Linked DNA regions of Sus scrofa: region 2 is linked to region 1. A link is a contact called in public Hi-C data. All regions are on one chromosome and are shown on one strand. The core of a region is the stretch at or near the end of the contact, and the rest is flanking DNA. Distances in the headings are between cores, read along the strand shown.

Region 1 (5,521 bases), core at 871-3,370:
AGCAGAAGAGACCCCAAACATGTTCTTTCCCCTGTTTCCAGAGCTCACTCAGCAGGACAGGGAAGGCGGAGCTAAAACGCGGCCCTGGGAAATCAGCAGTAGCGGATAACCGAGCGGTTCCAGCCGCGCCAGGAGCAGCCTGAGGCCCTCGGGGCGGTGGCGGGCCGCAGACCCCAGCCTCCCAGCCGCAGCCTTCGTTCCTCTAGGTGAGCAGACGCGGAAGGGGATGGCGAAGGATGTCTGCTAGACCCCGAGCAGTTCTGTCTGGGGTCTTCTCTCGCCGCCCCCATCCTAGGCCCGCTTCCCCTGTTCAGCACCCTCCGCGCCACCTCGGAATCTGCCCCCCGCCCGCCGGGCTCCGCCCCGAGACCCCTCCTCCTCCCCCGGCTCCGCCACCCGGTACCGTCTCCCGGGGAAATGGTCTCGATCTCCACGCCCATCGCGGTCCCACTGGCCCCGCCTCCGAGGGTCCCTGCTGTTGCCCCGACCCCGGCTCGGCTCCGGCCCTGGCCCGCTGGCGCTCCGGCTCGCCTCCCCCGCCGCCACTGCAGAGTCGGAGGAGGTGCGGCTGGAGTCGGGACCTGCGCGGGGAGGGGCCACCGGGAAGGGGGCGGCGGGGCGGAGCGGCGCGGAAAGGTGGGGTCGACCAGGGCGGGGCCCCGGGGAAGGGACCCTGACGCGGCTGCTCGGCAGCTTGACCAGGCTAATGTGCTTTAACCCACCGACTGGGGAGAATGTCGAAGGAAGCAAGCAGATACTAGCACATCCACCCACCCATCCATCCATCCACCCATCCAGCTATCTATCCATCTATCCATTTATGCATCCATCTGTTTAACACATGTTTATCTAGCACCTACTCTGTGTTAAGCTCCGGGAGTCAACCCGGTCTCATAGACTGGAGGGGGAGGGGAAAGGTTGGCAACAAACCAACATTTTAATTAGACATGTTCACTGCCGTAGAATTCAGAACGTTATGGAAGGACCAGAGAGGATGGTCCCATCTAGGCTGTAGGGACAAGCTGGGGGCTGGGGACTGGGGGTGGGGGGGAGAAGAAACCAATCATTACTGACCTTTCCCCACCCACCCTAAACCCCCATTCTCCATCTCGAATAATTCTGACCCACGCATAGGTGGGTTCCCACCTTTCAAGACCGAGAACTGTGCCCTGGGGATACCAACTGAATTAAGACAGAATCGCTTCCTTGAAGAATTGAATCTGTGACAGATGGAGACACACACAGTTACAGCGTGGAGTGATTCGTGCTGTGGGATGAATGAATGAATGATGAGTAAGTTGTACCTTGAGCTCCTCCTCCACGCTGGGCCCTTCACCTCCACCCATAGGAGATCCAGGAATCCGGAAATATTATTTTTTGGAGGAGGTAGCATTTGCTTGACAAATGTATTGGACTTTAAATTTTCTCCCGCCCCCCCATTCTTCTCTGCACTGTTGCAGAAATTAACATGACAGCGACAAGTGGCGCTGGAAGATAAACAGGAGGAGAAAAGCCTGAGCAAATCAGATGTGGGCCCTAGAGGTATTGTTCTTCCACATATCCCCTCCCCAACTCTCCCAGATGGTTAGGGCAGAGACGTCAGGTTATCAGCATCCCTGAAGGAGGACTGCCAGTGTTGTTCAAGAAACATGATGGTCAACTGTACTGTGAGAGTCAGGATCTGAATTTCCAAAGTGTGGCCCAGAATCTCCCAGGGAATCTCCTTGAGCTGTGGCCATGGGCAGGCACTTTTGCGGTTAGTGTAGAAACAGGGGTTTGTAATTGGGACAGGTCCACGAAGCGGCTTCAGTTAAATGCCACTATTTGGTGTATGGACGAGAACACTTGCTCTGAGGCGATTTTATCATATTTTAAAGAGGTCCTCAACTCCTTCTCAACCCCCTTCCTCCACCCCCCCAAAAAAAAGGTTAAAAAACCGTGTTGACTGTAGAGCGCCCAGACGCCTTCTTAGACTAAAAGACCCGATGGGAAAATGAGGGAAAGCGCTAAACCTCTCACGGAATTGTGGCAGGCTTACCGTCGGTGGTCTGCACCGTGAATACAACTCCCAGAAGTCCGTGCGGCAAAGCCGGAGCTTATTGGCCAGTGGGAAGGACCCTCTCCTAACAGGACACAAAGAACAGCCAATAGAGATGGGTCGTTGCTGCGCTTGCCCAGCCACCGCTCACCTATCAGGGGCTTGCGAGCGGTGCTTCCGGTACCGGCTCAGGGAGTCGGATCCGCGGTCTGTGGACCTGGGCGCCCCTGGGGAGAGCGACTTTCTGTGGGGCGGTGAGACCAGAGGTATTTTGCCTCCACTGATCCAGGGCCTGGCCTGTGTGGGGAGGCTGTAGGTGGGCGGGGAGAGAGGTGGAAGGACCCGCACTTTGGGGGACCGGGGAGGAAAGGATGTGTTACAGGTGTGGGGAGATTGCTGGAGGGGCACGTGAGAAGGACTGGTGGATGCGGATGAGCAGGGGGTGGGTTTAGACCTGAGAATATATTCTCTGTGATTCTCGACTAACACTTCTGGGATCTGTCCTAAGAAAGCCCTTCAAAATGAATGATATGCTTTATGCATAAACACTTTTATTCCAGCGGTATTTATAAAAGGATAACGTTGGCTATAACTATAACCAGGTATTTCACAAGTAAGAAAAAATTATGGAATTGCTTCAGCAGTTTGGGAAAGTGAATATTAAGTGGCTTCTAAAAGTAATTTATAAAACTTTTAAATAAGAAATGCTAATATGCAGTGTGAGGTGGAAAGTCGTAATGTGAAGTTGTACAGTATGATTGAAAAAGTTTAACCCAAACTGCATAGAAATCTGGAGAGATGTAGTCATAATTTTCTCTGAATTTTTTTTTGTGTGTGTGTGTGTGAATTTGCCTTTTTACCTTTCTTGTGTGTTAATTTAAAACAATAGTAAATGTAAAGAATTTGGAGTTATTTTACAGTGAAAACACAATAAACTTAGAAAAACAAATTGGGGAGTATGTAACTCTATTTAAACCTACTGGAAGTGCTCCAGTTCACCTAAGCCACTTGATTGTCACTATAATTTGTCTTAAAAGATTTAAAACAGGAGTACCCATCCTGGCTCAGTGGTTAACAAATCTGACTAGGAACCATGAGGTTGCAGGTTTGATCCCTGGCCTTGCTCAGTGGGTTAACAATCCAGCGTTTTGCCTTGATCTGTGATAATAGGTTGAAGATGCGGCTTGGATCCCACATTGCTGTGGCTCTGGCGTAGGCTGGCAGCTACAGCTCCGATTAGACCCCTATCCTGGGAGCCTCTATATGCCGCAAGTTCAACCCTAGAAAAGACAAAAAAGAAGACCAAAAAAAAAAAAAGATTAAAAAAAAAAAATTGGGGGTTCCCATTGTGGCTCAGTGACTTAAGAACCCTGCTAGTATCCATGAGGATATGGGTTCCATCCCTGGCCTTGCTCAGTGGGTTAAGGATCCAGCATTGCCGACAGCCGTGGTGTAGGTCACAGATGTAGTTTGTATCCAGTGTTTCTCTGGCTGTGGCATAGGCCTGCATCTGCAGGTCTGATTAGCCCCCCAGCCTGGGTACTTGCAATTGAAGCAGGTGCGGTCCCAAAAAGAAAGAAAGAAAAAAAAAAAGAATTAAATGGTCATAGACTGAACACCAGGTCTTGGTTCAGACCGCCTCTCCCCTGAACTAATAGAGTTGACTTTTCTCTCCCTAAAACACCCAGAGCTCCTTATTTGAGAAATCTTATAGTGAGGGTTGAGAGACCCAACAGGTATACAGTTAGCTTTAAGCAAAATATAAATGTCTTAAAAGATGAAAAATAACTGGGGAATGCTCGAAGGTCATTTTAACCTTCGTTATCTTTGTTCTCTGATGTTTCATTAGCAGCTAGCTCTATGGCAATGACTCCCAAATCCTTACCTCTGTCTAAGGTGCAATGCTACACTATATACATCTTCTTTTGTTTTTGTTTCCTGTTTTTTTTTTGGCCTTCTGACAGCATATGGAGTTCCCAGGCTAGGGATCATATCTGAGCCGTAGCTGTGATCTAAGCCGCAACTGCCTCGGATCCTTAATCCACTGTGCCAGGGATCTAACCTTAGGTTCCAGTGCTTCCAAGACACTGCCAATCCAGTTGCACCACAGCAGGAACTCTAACCCTATATACATCTTAAATGAAGCACATCTAATACTAAATTTCTCACATACTGCATACACACTGTTCTTACCTTTGAAGCCTGCTCTGTCTTCTGTATCTGTAAATAATGGTTCAGCAATTCTCCAAGCTAAAAATGTGCATGTTATCCTTAATTCTCCTTTCTTCCTTACCACTCATCCTACTTGGTATCTTTTTCATCTGCCTTAGAAATATGTCTTGAATCCGGCCCTCTTTTTCTGCTGAAGTAGCTGTGAACTGGACTCACTTTCTTATTGTGACATTCAAACTATTTCATGGCTTCTCATTAAACTTGTCCACTTTCTACTTACTCAGATTCATTCTGCACATTGTTATGTGAATGTGTGCTGGTTCCTCTAAATCCTTTATGATTGGGGAGATAGGATTGGAAAGGTATAGCAATATAAGACAGTTTAAGGCCTTCACTGCTTTGCTAGAACATTTTGGAAAAACTTTTGTACACATAGACTGTGGAGATTCATGAAAGGTATTTGAGCAGAAATGCAAAGTGATCAGAGCTGTGACTCTTCTTAAGATAATTCTGGGAGTTCCCATCATGGCTTAGCAGAAATGAATATGACTAGCATCCATGAGGAGGCAGGTTCGATCCCTGGCCTTGCTCAGTGGGTTGAGGATCCGGTGTTGCCATGAGCTATGGCATAGGCTGGCAGCTACAGCTCCGATTAGACCCCTCCTAGCCTGGGAGCCTCCATATGCCATGCAGCCCTAAAAAGACAAATAAGAATAATTCTGCCCAACGCAATAGACCCCAGGCTCTGGGAAAGAAAAGACTGCTATGAAGATGACTTTTCCTTGTCTTTCCCTACTAAAAAAAAATTGGTCAGACCTGGACTAATAATAGAGTAGAAAGGGCTGGAACAAATTTTTATAATTATCATTAGGTTTTTAGGAAAATAGGCCAAATTTCTTCTTGTTTCTAAAGATGGAAAATATTAAAAATTCTTCTAAAAAATCTCAGTAACTTTGTTATCAAGTTTGTTTTTTCTTTATTCACAAATCCTTACCCAGGGCTACTCCTGACCATACACACTCAATGGCATTAGACTGACATGGGTGGCCTAAAACATCATATAAATTGCTCTTGATATAAGTGGCCTATTGGGAATTTTCTCTGCCTAGGAAAATGTATCATGCATTATTTATCAATAGAAGTCTTTTAAAAGTGCATAAATAGATATTAGGGAAAAACATATATTATCTTATACAAGCCCAATGGATTAGAGATGGCAGTTTTCTTCATTAGTAATGACAGCAGACGTATTTCTCCATTTAGCAAGCCATTGCAGAACCACTTAATCTGATATCGTGTAGAAGTATAACA
Region 2 (5,002 bases), core at 2,119-4,618, 100 kb after region 1:
AAATGAAAACTTGGCTGGATACAAAATTCTAGGTCTAATACTTTTTGAGAATACTACGTTGTTGAAGTTCCCATCGTGGCACAGCAGAAATGAATCTGACTGGCAACCATGAGGTTGCAGGTTCAATCCCTGGCCTCGCTCAGTGGGTTAAGGATCTGGCATTGCCGTGAGCTGTGGTGTGGGTCACAGACGTGGCTTGGATCTGGCATTGCTGTGGCTGTGGCTTAGGCCGACAGCTGTAGCTCCGATTGGCCCCCTAACCTGGGAAACTCCATATGCCACAGGTGCAGCCCTAAAAAGACGAAAAAAAAAAAAAACCCAAAAACCAAGAGTATTATTTTGTTGTCACCTTGCATCCATTGTTACTCTTGAAGTTTGATGTTTGAGTCTTTTGTAGGTGTTCTGTTCTTTGAAACTTCATAGTTTCGTCTTTTTTCATAAATTTTGTGTGTGTGTGTGCCAGTAGTATGTGGAAGTTCACGCGTGCCACAGCAGTGACCTGAGCCACTGCAGTGATAATGCCGTGTCCTTAACCCACTGCACCACAAGGGAACTCCTTCATAAATTTTTACTGTGTTTTAGTCATAGATTTTTCCTTCATTCTCTTGTTCGGCTATCTTAGATCTTTTAGTCTGTGGTTTTTTTCACCTATTTTGATTGTGGCAAATTTGTCATTGTTTCTTAATGGTAATCTAAAATTATTATTTCAAATATTACTTCTCTCTTTTTCATTCCTTCTGGAACTCATACCATTCAGATGTTGACACCTAGAAAAATTTTGTCTCTAACTGATAATAAAGCAAACATTTTAGCTGTGGAGATTCTGGGGCCAGTGATTGAACCAGGGTGCCACAGCTGTGACCAAAGCCACATCAGTGACAATACCAGTTCCTTAACCCACTGAGCCACCAGGGAACTCCTTATATGGATATATTTTTTTAACAGAAGTGGAAGCATGTCTTTTTTTTTTTCCCTCCCTCTTTTGATTCCCCCCTAGTACATGGAGTTCCCAGGCCAGGGACCAGATCTAAGCCATAGTTATGGCCTAGGCTGCAGTTGTGGCAAAGCTGGATCCTTTAACCCACTGTGCTGGCTGGGAATCCGCATCCCAGCACTCCAGAGACACCACTGATCCTGTTGGCCACAGCAGGAACTCTGGAATCATATACTATCTATGTTAGTTAATTTTTCTACCTCAGTGTGTATTATGTACATTGTTCCATTTCTGTCCTTCTTGCTGGTTTTCTAATGTTTTGTTGTATCCTTATGCCATCGTTTCTTTAACTGTTCTCTGTTGGTACACACGTAGTTATCTCCATTTGTTTTTTCCTTTTTTGGCGGCCCTGCAGCATAAGGAGTTCCAGGGCCAGGGATCAGACCCCAGCTGTGCTTAGGCTGGATCCTTAACCCACTGCACCAGGCTAGAGGTTGAACCTGTGCCTCCACAGCGACATGAGCCACTGTAGTCAGATTCTTAACCCACTGCACCAAGCAGGAACTCATGTCTTCATGTGTTTTTTTTTTGTGTGTGTGCCTTTTTTAGGCCCTTTTTTAGGGCCGCACCTGGGGCATATGTAGGTTCTCAGGCTAGGGGTTGAATTGGAGCTGTAGCCACTGGCCTACACCAGAGTTATAGCAATGTGGGATCCACAGCTCACGGCCACACTAGATCCTTAACCCACTGAGCAAGGCCAAGGATCAAACCCGCATCGTCATGGATGCTAGTCGGGTTTGCTAACCACTGAGCCATGACGGGAGCTCGGCCATGTTTTTAATAGTATTTATAATATAGCAGAAAATGATCTTTCTCTTTTAGGTGAAGTGGAAATAGTCAAAAGTATAATGTGATTTTTTTTTCATTAAAATTTTTTTATTAAAGTATAGCTGATTTACAGTGTTGTGTTAATTTCTGCTGTACAGCAAAGTGATTCAGTTATACATACACATATATATCTCCTTTTTTTTTTTCAGATTTTTTTCCATATAGATTATTACAGAACATTGGGTAGAGTCACCTGTGCTATTCAGCAGGTCTCTATTGACCATCCTTTCCGTATACAAGAGTGTGCATATGCCAGTCCCAAACTCCCAGTCCATGCCTTTGGTAACCATAAATTTGTTTTCAAAGTCCATGGATTTGTTTCTGTTCTGTAAATAAGTTCATTTGTGTAGTTTTCTTTAGATTCTACATATAAGTGATATCATATGGTATTTGTCTTTGTCTCTCTCTTTATTTTTTTGTCTTTTTGCCATTTCTTGGGCCGCTTCCTCGGCATATGGAGGTTCCCAGGCTAGGGGTCTAATTGGAGCTGTAGCTGCCAGCCTACACCAGAGCCACAGCAATGCGGGATCTGAGCCGTGTCTGCAACCTACACCACAGCTCAACGGCAACGCGAGATCCTTAACCCACTGAGCTAGGGCAGGGATTGAACCCGCAACCTTGTGGTTCCTAGTTGGATTTGTTAACCTCTGCGCCACGATGGGAACTCTTGTCTTTCTCTTTCTGACTTCACTTAGTATGATCTCTAGTTTCATCCATGTTGCTGCAAAAGGCACTATTTCATTCTTTGCTGTAATGCATTTTAAATTTTTATAGGTTTTGCCAAATTGTTCTATAAAATAGGCTAAATCAATATATACCCCACTCTCAATGCCCTCATCACTTTTAGCTTTTCATATGCCTTTTACTGGAAGATTTAAAGGATTAGATTTTAGCTTTCTTGAAGGGCAGAGACTGTTTTATCATCAGGTATCTTAGTATCTAACATAATAATAGGTGTTAATGAATTTTGTTTGCAGAAGGAATGAACACTGAAGAGAATTAATAAGCTGATAGAGTTGTGTTAATACCACAAAGCCAAACAAGTATTTTTACTTGAGAATGTATCCACTGTCAGGCTTTGGGTATAATATTTTTTGCTTATACTTCCTCACCTGATTCTAAGAATCTTATGAGGTAAACAGCAGTTTTTGATTACAGTCCTAATACTGTACTATGAGATTGGTTCCGTCCAGCTGTTAAGTCTGTGGCATTTTTCAGTACCCACATTGTCTTTTTCTCACTTTAAGTAATGAAATATTTTCAGATAATTTGTCTTCTAGAAAGAAAACAGCATTTTAAACTATAATAGACTTTTTATCTTTTTACAACTCCTCAACTTATTTCTATACATTTTTTCCCCTTTCTGTATTCTTTCATGATGATTGTTTAGAAATATTAATCTAGTAAGCCATTGCTCCTGGGATATTTGAGGAAATCTTAGGACATTTTGTGTGCCTGAAGTTTTAGGAGTTTGTAGAATCGTATTGGCTCCAAGAAAATAAACAACCATGTGAGTTTTGTTTTCTGAAGTCATGGTAACTGCTGCCTCTCTGAATTCTTTTTACAAATGAAAGAAAAAGACGTTGATTGCGCTTTTAAGCTTTCTCATGAAAACAGGAGTACTTAATTTTTAAAAAGGTAGAAAAAAAAAGCTGTCTCTTAAAGGAAATTGGAAAAGATTGATTGCACCCTTAAACTTTCTGATCTAACCTGGGGTGGGGTGGTGGGGGCAGGGGTCGGGGGTGGGGAGGGGGAGAAAATAAGGTTCCTGTTGCGTTTTTTCTTGTCTCTTTGGGGATCTTTTTCTCATCAGAATTATCTTGCTCTTTAAAATTTTATTTTCTTCTGTGGTTCCCTTCTATTTACAAGAAACCAGGTCTTTTTTTTTTTTTTTTTTAAAAGAAAATCCTTTGACTTTGTAACCTCTTTTAGACTGTTGTCTTATTTCTTCTTAATTCTGACACTTCTTGTTCAAGTAACTCTTTAATTATCACTTGTATATTCTCATCAGTCACTCAGTTCTTCACTTAGTGATTTCTACCTCAGCAGAAATTGCTCTTTCAGAAGTTACAGTGACCTAATTACCAGTCCACAGGTTTGGGTTTATCAGATTAACTCCTGTTTAGTCTTTTTGGAATCAATTTCCACTCCCTCCCCCCATTTGAGTGAGACACTGTATTTTTGTCTAGTTTATACGGGATTCTTTCTGCTTGCTCTTTTAATGTATTTTCCCAAGGTCTTGCCTTCTGCCCTCTTGTTTTCTCATTCTATATATTACCTATGGCCCTTTTATTACTATTTCATATCCATGTCTAGTCCTCACATCATTCTGTCTCAGAACTGTTTCCCACAGTCTGATAGACATCTCTGTAGGTTTTTGGCTAGAATTCTGAAGCTAACTTTTGAAATCAGAAATCATTGTTACAATTCTTTCAGTATCTGTCTCCTGGCCTTCTTTCACAGCTCCTAAAACACAGCAGCTTTTTACACCTGCCTTGTCTTTATTTTGAATACTGATGCCACTAATCTTTTAGTTATTCTGCTTTCTGGAATCAGTTTCTTATTTTCTACTTTTACAATTCTAGATGAATCTGCCATTAAGACTTGAATTGGTCTGCTAATTCATTTATTTCCTAATTTCTCATTTTTAATGCTGTAATTGGATATGTCCTTTTGGCTTTATACTAAAGTCAAGGTTTTAGATTTCTAACAAATTCTGATCTGGGCAGGAAGCTTCCCTGAAAGCCAGGGCAGCATAAACTCTTTTGTTATTCTCAAGTTCTTCTACTTAATTGTATGAGATTTATGGTAGAATGGTGTTCGGTATATGTGGTAACTGATGAGTATGGTTTAAGAAATTCTAGGAGTTCTCATCGTGGCTCAGTGGTAATGAGCCCAACTAGTATCCATTATAGGATGCGGGTTAGATCCCTGGCCTTCCTTGCTCAGTGGGTTAAGGATGGGGCATTCCCATGAGCTGTGCTATGGGTAACAGACACGGCTTGTTACTATGGTTATGGTGTAGGCTGGCAGGTACAGCTCCAATTCAACCCTAGCCTGGGAACTTCCATATGCTGGTTGGTATGGCCCTAAAAAGACAAAAAGGAAAAAAAAAAAGGGAAAGAAGTTCTGAGATTCAGGGAGAAAATCGTTTTTACAAATTGGAAAAATTTTCTACCT

The links. A called contact is a pair of places that touch in the nucleus more often than the background predicts.
Region 2: a Hi-C map of liver shows a contact between it and region 1, with 3 times the contacts expected there. The contact joins the enhancer-like site here to the promoter of FKBP1B in region 1. A contact is called at or near these places in 1 of 5 promoter capture datasets (liver), 4 of 47 Hi-C or Micro-C datasets (embryonic fibroblasts, heart right ventricle and liver) and 2 of 2 datasets of contacts at active chromatin or transcription factors (alveolar macrophages and skeletal muscle).

The regions. Positions count from the first base shown.
Region 1 is chr3:114,634,080-114,639,600 of Sscrofa11.1, forward strand. It overlaps FKBP1B (peptidyl-prolyl cis-trans isomerase FKBP1B), which reads right to left and starts at 2,121. Exons shown (of 4, transcript XM_021087779.1): 1 at 2,039-2,121. WDCP (WD repeat and coiled-coil-containing protein) reads left to right here and starts at 2,178. Exons shown (of 4, transcript XR_002342822.1): 1 at 2,178-2,304.
Region 2 is chr3:114,732,598-114,737,599 of Sscrofa11.1, forward strand. The region is part of intron 1 of ATAD2B (ATPase family AAA domain-containing protein 2B); the gene reads left to right. Among named protein-coding and RNA genes, the nearest start is that of ATAD2B, 13 kb to the left of the region's middle. Within about 2 kb of position 3,369, at least 1 of the 83 cell types and tissues checked has an H3K27ac peak or open chromatin away from gene starts, as enhancers often do. A contact at or near this core is called in liver, where this site is marked.